Regions from separate parts of the Rattus norvegicus genome. Here region 2 is linked to region 1. A link is a contact called in public Hi-C data. All regions are on one chromosome and are shown on one strand. The core of a region is the stretch at or near the end of the contact, and the rest is flanking DNA. Distances in the headings are between cores, read along the strand shown.

What was found. A called contact is a pair of places that touch in the nucleus more often than the background predicts.
Region 2: a Hi-C map of liver shows a contact between it and region 1, with 4 times the contacts expected there. The contact joins two enhancer-like sites. A contact is called at or near these places in 2 of 12 Hi-C or Micro-C datasets (kidney and liver).

The regions. Positions count from the first base shown.
Region 1 is chr2:29,759,456-29,764,560 of GRCr8, forward strand. No RefSeq gene overlaps it. Among named protein-coding and RNA genes, the nearest start is that of Hmgcr, 8.4 kb to the left of the region's middle. Within about 2 kb of position 2,151, at least 13 of the 93 cell types and tissues checked have an H3K27ac peak or open chromatin away from gene starts, as enhancers often do. A contact at or near this core is called in liver, where this site is marked.
Region 2 is chr2:30,047,483-30,053,074 of GRCr8, forward strand. The region is part of intron 2 of LOC134485579 (a long non-coding RNA gene); the gene reads left to right. Among named protein-coding and RNA genes, the nearest start is that of Gcnt4, 62 kb to the left of the region's middle. Within about 2 kb of position 4,084, at least 15 of the 93 cell types and tissues checked have an H3K27ac peak or open chromatin away from gene starts, as enhancers often do. A contact at or near this core is called in liver, where this site is marked.

The DNA of each region.
Region 1 (5,105 bases), core at 901-3,400:
ACTCTGTGCTTCCCAGACTTAGGAAGTTTTGCTTCTTCAACAGGAATATGCTATGAACTGTTCTTGGAAAAATACCCCCAGGTGCCTAACAGCACTCCTAAAAGCTAACTTTTCCCTTCTGTGGCAAATGAATGGGTTACAAACCTTGTCAAGCCAAGTATTTAACAGAGGAAGATGGGGAATGGTCCGATGGTCACAAGAGCATTGCTTTTGGACAGGGTTCATCGATTTTTCACAGAACCTAGGTTTTTTTTTTTTTTTTAATAGAAAATTTCTTATTTTTTCTTTATTCGTGGTAGCACTACTGTAATTTACAGGGTATATACCTGAGATAATAAAAAGAAAAACTTCAAGAGATAAAAGGCCCCAGGAGTGCACATCTAATTGACACTACATTTGCACTGCAGAATCAGGGAACTCTTTGCAGACTGTGGGTGGGATAGTCCTGAGCAAGGAGAGATTCCTGTTTTAAGTGACATCAACCTTCCTACGACTCACGGCTCCTTCTGTGGCAGACTTTCACAGTTTGGGAGGATGTCTCAAAGTGACCTGCAGCCCTAACACCTCCTGGTGCATGCTGTAGCCCTTCTCTGGTAGTCTTAGAACCATCGTTACCCTATCCACCACTTGTACCACCAGATCCATAACCATCACCATAGGGTCTACCTGACTGTCCTCCACCCCCACTGCCCCCTTCCTGAGTCCATTATTTAATTGCTATTGTCCACCATAATTTCCAAATGCAGCATAGCTGTCACCACCACCTTTGTGGAGGAAGCGTGTCACCGTAGGGGGTGGGCTCTGTGCTCTCCTAGGCTCAAACTCCACCCAGCGAGGCACACAGTCTCCTCTGCTGCTTTCGGATCAAGATGTGGAACTCTCAGCTCCTTCTCCAGCATCACGTCTGCCTGCCTGCTGCTATGTGTCCTGCCACGATGATGATGGACTAAGCCTCTAAAACGGAAATCCAGCTCCCAAGGAAATGTTTTCCTTTATGAAAGTTGTGGCCCATACATATACAGCCACCAAACTAGATAAGATGGATGAAGCAAAGAAGTGCAGGCTGACAGGAACCGGATGTAGATCTCTCCTGAGAGACACAGCCAGAATACAGCAAATACAGAGGCGAATGCCAGCAGCAAACCACTGAACTGAGAACAGGACCCCCATTGAAGGAATCAGAGAAAGGACTGGAAGAGCTTGAAGGGGCTCGAGACCCCATATGAACAACAATGCCAAGCAACCAGAGCTTCCAGGGACTAAGCCACTAACTAAAGACTATACATGGACTGACCCTGGACTCTGACCTCATAGGTAGCAATGAATATCCTAGTAAGAGCAGCAGTGGAAGGGGAAGCCCTGGGTCCTGCTAAGACTGAACCCCCAGTGAACATGACTGTTGGGGGGAGGGCGGTAATGGGGGGAGGATGGGGAGGGGAACACCCATAGAGAAGGGGGGGGCTAGGGGGATGTTGGCCCGGAAACCAGGAAGGGGGAATAACAATCGAAATGTAAATAAGAAATACTCAAGTTAATAAAGACGGAACAAAAAAAAAGTTGCCTCGGTCACGGTGTCTCCTCACGGCGATAAAACCCAAACTAAGACATCAACCATCAGGCAGGCAATGGTAGCGAATACGTCTAATAACAGCACTGGGAAGGCAGAGGCAAACAGGTCTCTGAGTTCAAGGCCAGCCTGGTCCACACAGAGAAATCCTATCTCAAACAACAACAAGAAAACCGCTAGTCCCGGGTGATCTGACGCCCTCTTCGGTGGTGCACAAACTTACATGTAGACAGACTTCCACACACACAAAATAATTTCAAAAATCTTTTTTTTTTTTTGAGTGTAGGCTGTTAGAATGTGAGGCTGGCCTGTGTGCTACCCATGGTGGGTGCTCTTCCTGCTTTGTCCCTGTACTGAGATTTGGCCTGAGTTGTGTTATGATATGGTTTTCCAACTGCCAGAATCGAGAACCACTTAAACCTCTTTGTATATCACCAAGTACTGGGTGTTCTGTTATGGGAATAAAAATAGACAGAGAAGGGCATCTTGACTTTGCTCGACCCACTTGGTTCCCTTACCTGGTGGCTAGGCAGTTCCCCGGCTAACACACGGAAATCGATCAATGCACGTATTTGCTGATGGTTCTTAAAATAACTGACCTTTCACTCTTTCCACGAACATTACTGGCAGGAACGTGTCCAGTGTAGTGAACCCAGCAGAGCTTCTGTCAGGGAGTTTTTCAAAGGAAGGACAAGGGAGCCAGAGCACGGCTTAGGTAGGAATTCATGGAGCCCTACACACAGCTGGGTTACCGTACCTCCAATGTCTGGCAGCTCATCTTTGCCAAGAGAGGAGACACATTGTTTGTGGGAGTTACGTTCTAAAATAAATTCAGAAAGAGAAAGGCACGCCAGCAGATCACAGGCTTGGGAACAAAACAAAAACCCAGGATGGAAAATGTCAGAGTGAAAAATACCCTGGAAGTCCCTATTTCTCAAAATAGAGTATGCATATTTTATGTGCGCAGATTTGACAGAAGTTCTTATTCACACTAGGTCTGAAAAATTGCCTTAGTACCGGAAGGAATCTATCTGTAGACGGCTCAGCATTCTGGCCTTCCTGCTTTTGAGGCATGGCTATTAATTCCTTAAATGAGTAGAGCAGGGCAGGAAAGGCTACTGCCTGCTGCTAACATAGACACTACAAAATCACAATGGTCGATTGCCGCCGCCACTCCTCTCTATACAATGGGTTTGAGATTTTCTTGTTGTCATGAGTATTGGCCTACTATTTGGGGTATATTTTGAAGATATTTTCTTCATGTCTATCTCTTGTTTTATTTTTGATGTGGAAGAGGAAATGGCTCACAGAATCCCAGGCTCACAGACATGCTAGAAATTCTACCACTGAGACGCATTCCAAATCTTTCTTTTTGAGTTTTCTTCATGGTGGTTTCTGGCTCTCTCTCTCTCTCTCTCTCTCTCTCTCTCTCTCTCTCTCCTCTCTCTCTCTCTCTCTCTCTCTGTGCATTCGTGCGTGATGGCCCACTTGTGCTTATGTGCATAAATAAATATGTGGAGATCAGAGGCTGGTGTCAACTGTGTTCTTCAACTCTCCTTAGGTTTTTAGACAAGGTCTCTTTCTCTCTCACTGAACCTGGTACTTGCAGATTCTGCTAGACTGACTTGCCATGGTGCCGTCTTTGTCTTCCTAGCACTGGGATTACAGGCACATGCTGCTAAGCCTGACTTTTATGTGGGTTCCAGGGATCCAAACTCAGATCCTCACACTTGTGCAGAAAGTACTTTACCAACCAAGTGATTCTCTTAGCCCCAGGGGTTTTTTGTTTTGTTGTTGTTGTTGTTTTAAAGGGTAGAGTTTCCTCTTGTTGTATCTGACTTTTGAATTATGGTTATCCTTTCTTCACACTCACTAATAATTTCTTTCATCTGTGTTTTATCTTAGTACTTGTCTGATTTCATTCTTTATTATAATTTCTCTGTTCCCTTTGGAATCTATTCTTACGTGTATTGTGGGGTGTGGACCCGGTTTTATTTCGTAATAATTGGCCTTTACCTGGTTTATAGACACAAACCACTCTGTTCTCTGCAGCCGGGTTCTAAATTTACCTACTCATGATGAGTCATTTCTGTCCACAGTGAATCACAGCAGAATTTTTGTTTGTTTGTTTGGTTTCAAGGGCACAGATTCTCCAGTTGTTCTTGATTTGAGGCCAGGATGACACATCAAAAGTTCATCATGCTTAACAGGCACTTTTCAGTTTACCTAGCCCTGCTCGGGGGCTGTGAAATTTCTGCTGTTTTCATGATCAAACAGTTCGACTCCCAGAAAGAAGAGGGTGCAAAGTGGTTAAAAATTAGTTTCAGGCAAGATAACACTCGCGAGGTTTACAGCGTAAGTTATTGCTAAATTCGTGTCTCCAGTCTAGAGTCGAGACTGATCTGGGTTTCATGGAAAAGACACTTGGAAGTTGTTCACTGCAGCTGCAGGTTACAGATTACCCAACCTGTGTCATGTCATGTCTCCACTCATGAACTCTGGAAGCGTCATGGATTACTGGCGCCAGTACATCGGCTCCAGTATCAAAGGTGGCACCTTTACTGCTTTGGCTTTCCCTAACTGGCTCCAACATGGCTGCTGACACTGTGACTGTTACATTTGAGGTTTCAACGTAGGAGCACAGCAAAGAGGTCCACCCACTGCGCCCATTTACCAAAGGGGGGGGGGGAACTTCCTCTAAATTCTTAGAAATATCTGCCTCCATCTCCTGGAACAAAATCACCCCCTAGATGCTAAGAAATAGGATATTTAAGCTTTTGAACCAATATCCAAGAAAACGGCAGGAAACAAAGGTCTAGGAATGGCTACTCATCTACTTAACCACTGGAGTCAGCCCATTTCCAAATTCTGTTTGCCAAATGGAATGCCCGGATGGTACAACTCTGAAAATCCATATGGTAATGTGAGCTAAGAAAAACTTGCTTCAACGGGCACCGAGGATGAGTATGGACCCCCTACAGCACAAGTGTAGATATCCTGGGGACAGGACTTAGTCTCCAGAAAGATCATGGACTAGGTAGGCATCCTTAGAAAGTTGAGGCACAGCCCAACCCCCAACTCTACACATCAGAGACAGGTTAGCAAGTTACAAGCGGCTGAGGTTTAATCCACTATGCCTGTTGAACAAAGGCTACATAAAACCCACTGAACGGAGTTGGGGAGTCTAGGTTAGTAAACATTGATGGCCTTAGGAGGGTAACGGGCCTGGAGGGTGTGTGGAAGCTCTGCCCCCTTTCCCACATGCCTTGCCCTAAGCATCTCCTCCATTTTCCCGGTTCTTCCCTTGCATCCTTTATAATAAACCACTACTGCTAAATAATACACTTGCAGGAGTTTCCAGAGAATAGTTAATAAACATGAAAAAATAGGTTTAAAGTTTGTAGCCAGTCAGTCAGTAGTCCCACTGAAGACTTGGGGCTTGTAACCAGCATCCAAAGTGGGGTTAGTGAGGGAGAATTGAGAAACCTTTATTCATGGGATCTGGAACTAACTCCATGTAATGACAGACGCATCAGAG
Region 2 (5,592 bases), core at 2,834-5,333, 290 kb after region 1:
TTAGAAATAAGTCAAGGACAGCTGAGTCCAAGGTCATCAGCTAAGAAGAGGAGGCAAGTTAGAAGTCACTGGATCTTAGAGCCCAGCAATGCCTTAAGAGTGTTCAGTCCAGAGTCAGAGGACTGAATGCTTGAAGCCGTCCACCTTAGGCACAAGGTATAATTCGATGGTCTCCAGGCTCCCATCTAGTTGAGAAACTTGCTATTCTAGACCACTTCTGTTGTTTCCTCCCCTCTCCCTCCTGTCTGTCTTCTGACAGTAGGGAAAACGACCAAGGTAATCAAAGAAGTTTGGGACTTAAAAGGAGAGGATGGAGTTCTAGAAGCTATCGGAAAGAAGTATTTTGTAAGTCAAGATTTCCAGGGACAGAGAGAGAGAGAGAGAGAGAGAGAGAGAGAGAGAGAGAGAGAGAGGAGAGAGAGAGAAGCTGGAACAGGAGGATTGTTTAGACTGCATAGTGAATTCCAGGCCAATCCAGTCTGTACTACAAAACTCTGCCTTAAAAGTGAATGAAGGAAAACTGTTGTCAGTTCATTTTGACGTTGTGTGAACGTCACAGAGTGTACTAACACAAGCTGAGGTGGCACAAAAATGTCAGCATGTGATTGCCCTGAATGCTGTGTTTATAACACAGCAGAGAGGATCTGAATAGCTAAACACATCTAAAGAGGGAAACTACAGTGAAGTGGAGACCAAGGGAAGTCGGTGCGCCTAGCCTTCCTTCCTTCCCACTCTTCTCCTCTTTATTTTTTCTCTCTCTCTTTCTTTTTTAGGTAGGCTATTGTTACATAGCCCGGAGTAGCCTACAATGTACAATCTATCTGCTTTAGATCTCCAAGTGTAGGATGTCAAACAATTTTTTAAAAAAGTATAATTAATAACAATAAAGATACAGCACAGTAATGACATGAACCGTTAACACGGTCATTTATTGCCATCATCAAGGGTTACGTATGTTATAAAGTACAGAACTGTGTAGTTTATCAAGAGCTTGGTGAACAAGCTGGACGTTCCTCAGCTCCTCCACATGACGACATCACCTGTGCAAGTGCATCACATGGGGGAAGAGGGGAAGCATTATAAGGGGTTGGTTTCTGTGGCCATGACACTGACAGTGTGCCAGTACGAGACGGAGACCCAGGACAGCTGATGGCAGAGTGTCACCCTGAAAGCCAACAGGACTGACACCCAAGACAGCGGATGTTCCAGTTCAAGCCTGCACTGGCAAGTTTTACACCAGTTATTTGGTAAAGACAATTGTCCAATCAGCAGGCTCCCAGTGCATGTTTAAATTAGTGATGGATGAGTGGGCCCATCCCACAGGGAGTGGTGCTGTGTACCTGTGCTTGGGGGTAAGCCTGTAAACAGCACCCCACGGCCTCTGCTTCAGTACCTCCCTCCGGGATTTCTGCCTTGAGTCTACTCTTACATGTCAGACTGTGATGTGGAACTGTAAACAAGGTAGTTTTGGTCATAGTGTTTCATCACAGCATAGAAACCCTGACTAAGACAAAGTCCAAAGGCCCTGGGCCAGTGAAGGGCCATCTGAAAAGGAGCCGAAAAAGGGAAGAATTCCCTTCTATTTAGGGGAGAGCCAACCCTTTGCGCTATCCAGGGCTAAATGCAATGGGTGCGGACCACCTACATTAGGGAAGACCATCTGCTTTCCTTGGATTTTTGAGCTGTTAAACCTGTTCAAAAAACGTGGTCAGAGAGATCTCAGAACGGGCACCTCTGCCAATCTTGAGGATTTGGATTTGATCCCTGGAGCCCAGGTGATAGGAAGAGAAAGCTACAGGTTTTCAGACCTCTACACATGCTGTGGGACACATGTGTTTCCACACAGACACACATACATGCACACAATAAATAAAATTTAATTTTTTTAAAAATAGAGAAAGCTCTGAACAGTGGCTGACCAAATATCTGGGTACCCTATGGCTGACATATAAAATCACTATTTCTCCCAGTTTTTCTCCTCACCTGGCATTGCCTGTCCCCGGCAATGGGGTTGAGATAGTCTCTCTAAACACAAACTCCAGAAAGGGGTTTAATCTTATGCAAACGCTGATCCAAATGGGCTTGCCCGAATTCCTTCAGTCAGGGGTGAGTCCAATTTCCTCAGGGCTAAATGTACCATGCAGAGAATCCCTGACACCTCCGTCTTCAAAGATCTGAGGATCTACAGTTCTAGGAGAAAAGAAAAATGTAGTAGTCTTTTGGAAATTATTTTGGTAAACTTAGTGAATGGACCAAGTATTCAGATCAGACTCAGCCACTTGAGTCACTAGGAAAATAAAATGAAAGGCGGCGGGGTGGGGAGAGCCAGCGATAAACAAGTCAACAGCCTCTCGTGGACAGACCTTTCTTGGCTGGTGTGCACAACGTCATCTGAAACCAAAGAACACTTGTGTGTAGGGAAGCAGAGAAGCGGCTTTTCCGTAACACTCTACTGTCCCCAGTGTCCAGTGAGTGACGGGCAAGTAACAGGAGTGACAAAGGAATCAACACGCTTACATTTTATGCTTGCAGAAGGCCAGCGGGATCTGAGCCAAATCATATTCCTCAAGCCAAGAATCAACAGCAAGAGGAAAAGGAAGCGAGAGCAGGTTCAATCTAACCACAGGTGCTAGTTTTCCCTCCTCGTCATGGCTGATCTGTTTGCAAAGCGTCTCTGGCAAACCCTGTGACTTGCCACCTCTGCCCTGAGAGCCTTGATCATTCTGGAACTGCCATAGGGCAAAGGGGATGGTGTCCCACAGCCCTAGGCACAACCTTAGGATGGCGCTGTCCATGGAGACCTTGATAATGAGTACTGGGTGCTGTAGGGAGGGCACCATGCAGCCCTACACTAATGGAGCCCCAAAAACCAGTGATACAAAGGCCAGTCTCTGCCAAAAATGAAACAGAAATAAAGACATACTTGTTGGCCGTAGTTACACGGTCGCTTTACCTGCTTTATCTTACTAGAAAAATCCTTAGTTATAGAATTATAAATGTGTTGGCCGCTTCTGGTTGGTTGAACTTTTTCTCCTTTTTTTTTTTTTTGCAAGCAAATATGTGTGGTGCAGGCATATGTATTCATGCATGTTTATGTATGTGTGGACATGCATGTGCAAGTGTGCATGCATATATGTACTCATGCAGGTAGAGGCCAGAGATTGGTATCAGTGTCTTCCTTGGTAGCCCTCCCCTTAGATATTGATCCAGACCTTGAAAATTCGGCTAGTGTAGCCAGTTCGCTTGCTCCAGAGTCTTCTGTCTCTAATTCTCAAGTGTTGAGAGGATCACCCTCTCTGTCTGATATTTACATGGGTGCTGGGGGAACAGGCTCCTGTCCTCACCCTCCTGGGGCAATTACTCCTTTGAGCTGTCTCCTCAGCCCCAAATTCTGTATTTCTTCCCTGGGGGGCATCTACAAAACTGTCTCTTGAGTTCTCCATTATGTCTGCAAACCAAAGTTCAAGTTGTCTGTGGACCTGTCTCTGTCCACCCAGCGGTTCTTCAGACCTGGTATCCATTTTAGTCCCCTCACCATGACCACCTCCCAACTATCTCTCATTTAGCATCTGCGCACTGTCCCCTGTAGCGTGCCAGCCCCAGCTCTCAAGTGCCAACCTCGACCACCTCCTCCCCTCCGAGTTTCATACTAGAACGGTAAGCGACAGCTGTGTTCCCATTAGTAGCCTGCTATCAGCCGAGGAGGGAGCACGTGACCCATGAAAATCAGCCAGCATTATACACAGAGCTCCCTCTCCAGAGAGCTTGTCGTTAAACAGTTACCAGCCTTTTCCCGTTTATAACCATCACTTTAAAAGATCTCCCAGCAGCCCTCCGAGTTGACAACACCACAGTAGTTATATGGCACCCCAGGAACTGGGCGCTTTTAGCATTTTATAAATGAGGAAAATTAGCAGAAAGAACGAAGTGGCCCAGGAGCCCACAGTGGCACAATAAAGTGACAGGAAGCGGCAGGCTTCTACAGTGTTTTCAGCCCCCACCGTGTCCTGCTGTTGCTTTACCTCGGCTCCAACTAACAATTAGGCAACCACCCTTGGAGTCCAACAGCCATCTTTCATCATCAGGATGTCTGCCACCCACGCTGGCCGCTTGGGCATGCATGAGGAATTTAGTTATCCATGCAGATCTACTGAGCAAATGGTTTTGGTCTCTGGAAATCCTCAGCTTCCTGTGGGGCACTTTCAGAGTCGCAGTGGACTTGGGGGAAGTGGTGGCACATTCTGAACTGCCAGAGCCACACAGACCTCAGAGTGAGCTTTTTGTATTTTATTAGGGGAAGGACTCTGCGGGCACCACCCTCCTCCTGATCCTCGGTTTTGTGGCTTTGAAGTCCCTGCCTAGGTTTTGGAGCACCTTCTATTTCTGGTAGAGTTTCTGAGTTCCTGCATACGATCTGACCTCAGCAATGATCAGTTTGCAGAGAAAAGTGTCTTGAGACCTAGGAGTTCTCGGAGCTCCAGGAAGCTCTGGGAAGCTCTCGGAAGCTCTGGCCAGCAGGATGCTGAGTGTGCACTTTAACTACAGCCCTGGGCTCCTGTGGGGCTTCCTCGCTGGTGGGGGCAGGCAGCGCTCCTGACTGCTGGTTCTGTGTTCTCAGACAACAAAGATAAGTGGTAAATGCAGTTGTGGGGTACAGTTACTAAGGTGCCCTCAAGTTTGTCAGTTCAGCTTTGGGTCAGTAGCTCACTTAAGCCCAAATTGAATCTTAAGCTCCACCAAGAACAGAAGATAATAAATTCTTAGATGGAATGGGGGTGGGGATTAGATAACCGTACTACTAAAATCACCACTGAGAGAAAGTATATGTTTCATACTTGCCAAATTCTTTAACCCCATGGGAATTCGATCTTTATTTCATATGTGTCCTAGAAACATCCAGCTTCTGTCCAAGTTTAGATATCTGATATTCCAAATCTTCTAACTCGCTGATGTGACAAATAAGGACTTCGGAGGCCAGTCAGCAGAAACTCAGTGGTTCTCAACCTTCCTGCGACTCTCTAATACAATTCTTCTTCTTCTTCTTTTTTTTTTTTTTTTTTGGTTCTTTTTTTTTTGGAGCTGGGGACCGAACCCAGGGCCTTGCGCTTCCTAGGCAAGCGCTCTACCACTGAGAGCTAAATCCCCAATCCCTAATACAATTCTTCTTGTTGTGATGGCCTCCAACTGTAAGATTATTTTAATGGCTACTCCGTAACTGTAATGTTACTACTTTTATCAATGGGAATGTTAACAGCTGGTATGCAGATCTGATATGTGACCCCTGTGACCCATAGGTCGAGAACCACTGAGTCTAACCCGTTTCTGACAGTGCTTGTGAGTGGAGAGCTCTGCCTGTATAGCGGAGAGAGGAGGGATGGAAAGGCAAGATCTTCATAAAGCTAGAAGGCTCTCAACCCTTCCCCCTTCATTTTCTCTCTGTGGTTTCAGTTACACGCGGCCAAATTTGATCCCAAAATACTAAATGGAAGATTCCAGAGAGAGACAGTTTATAAGTTTGATGTCACACCAGAAGCTCAACGACACTCTGTTACATCACAATACCTAACGTCATTTACCTCACCACACAAATAC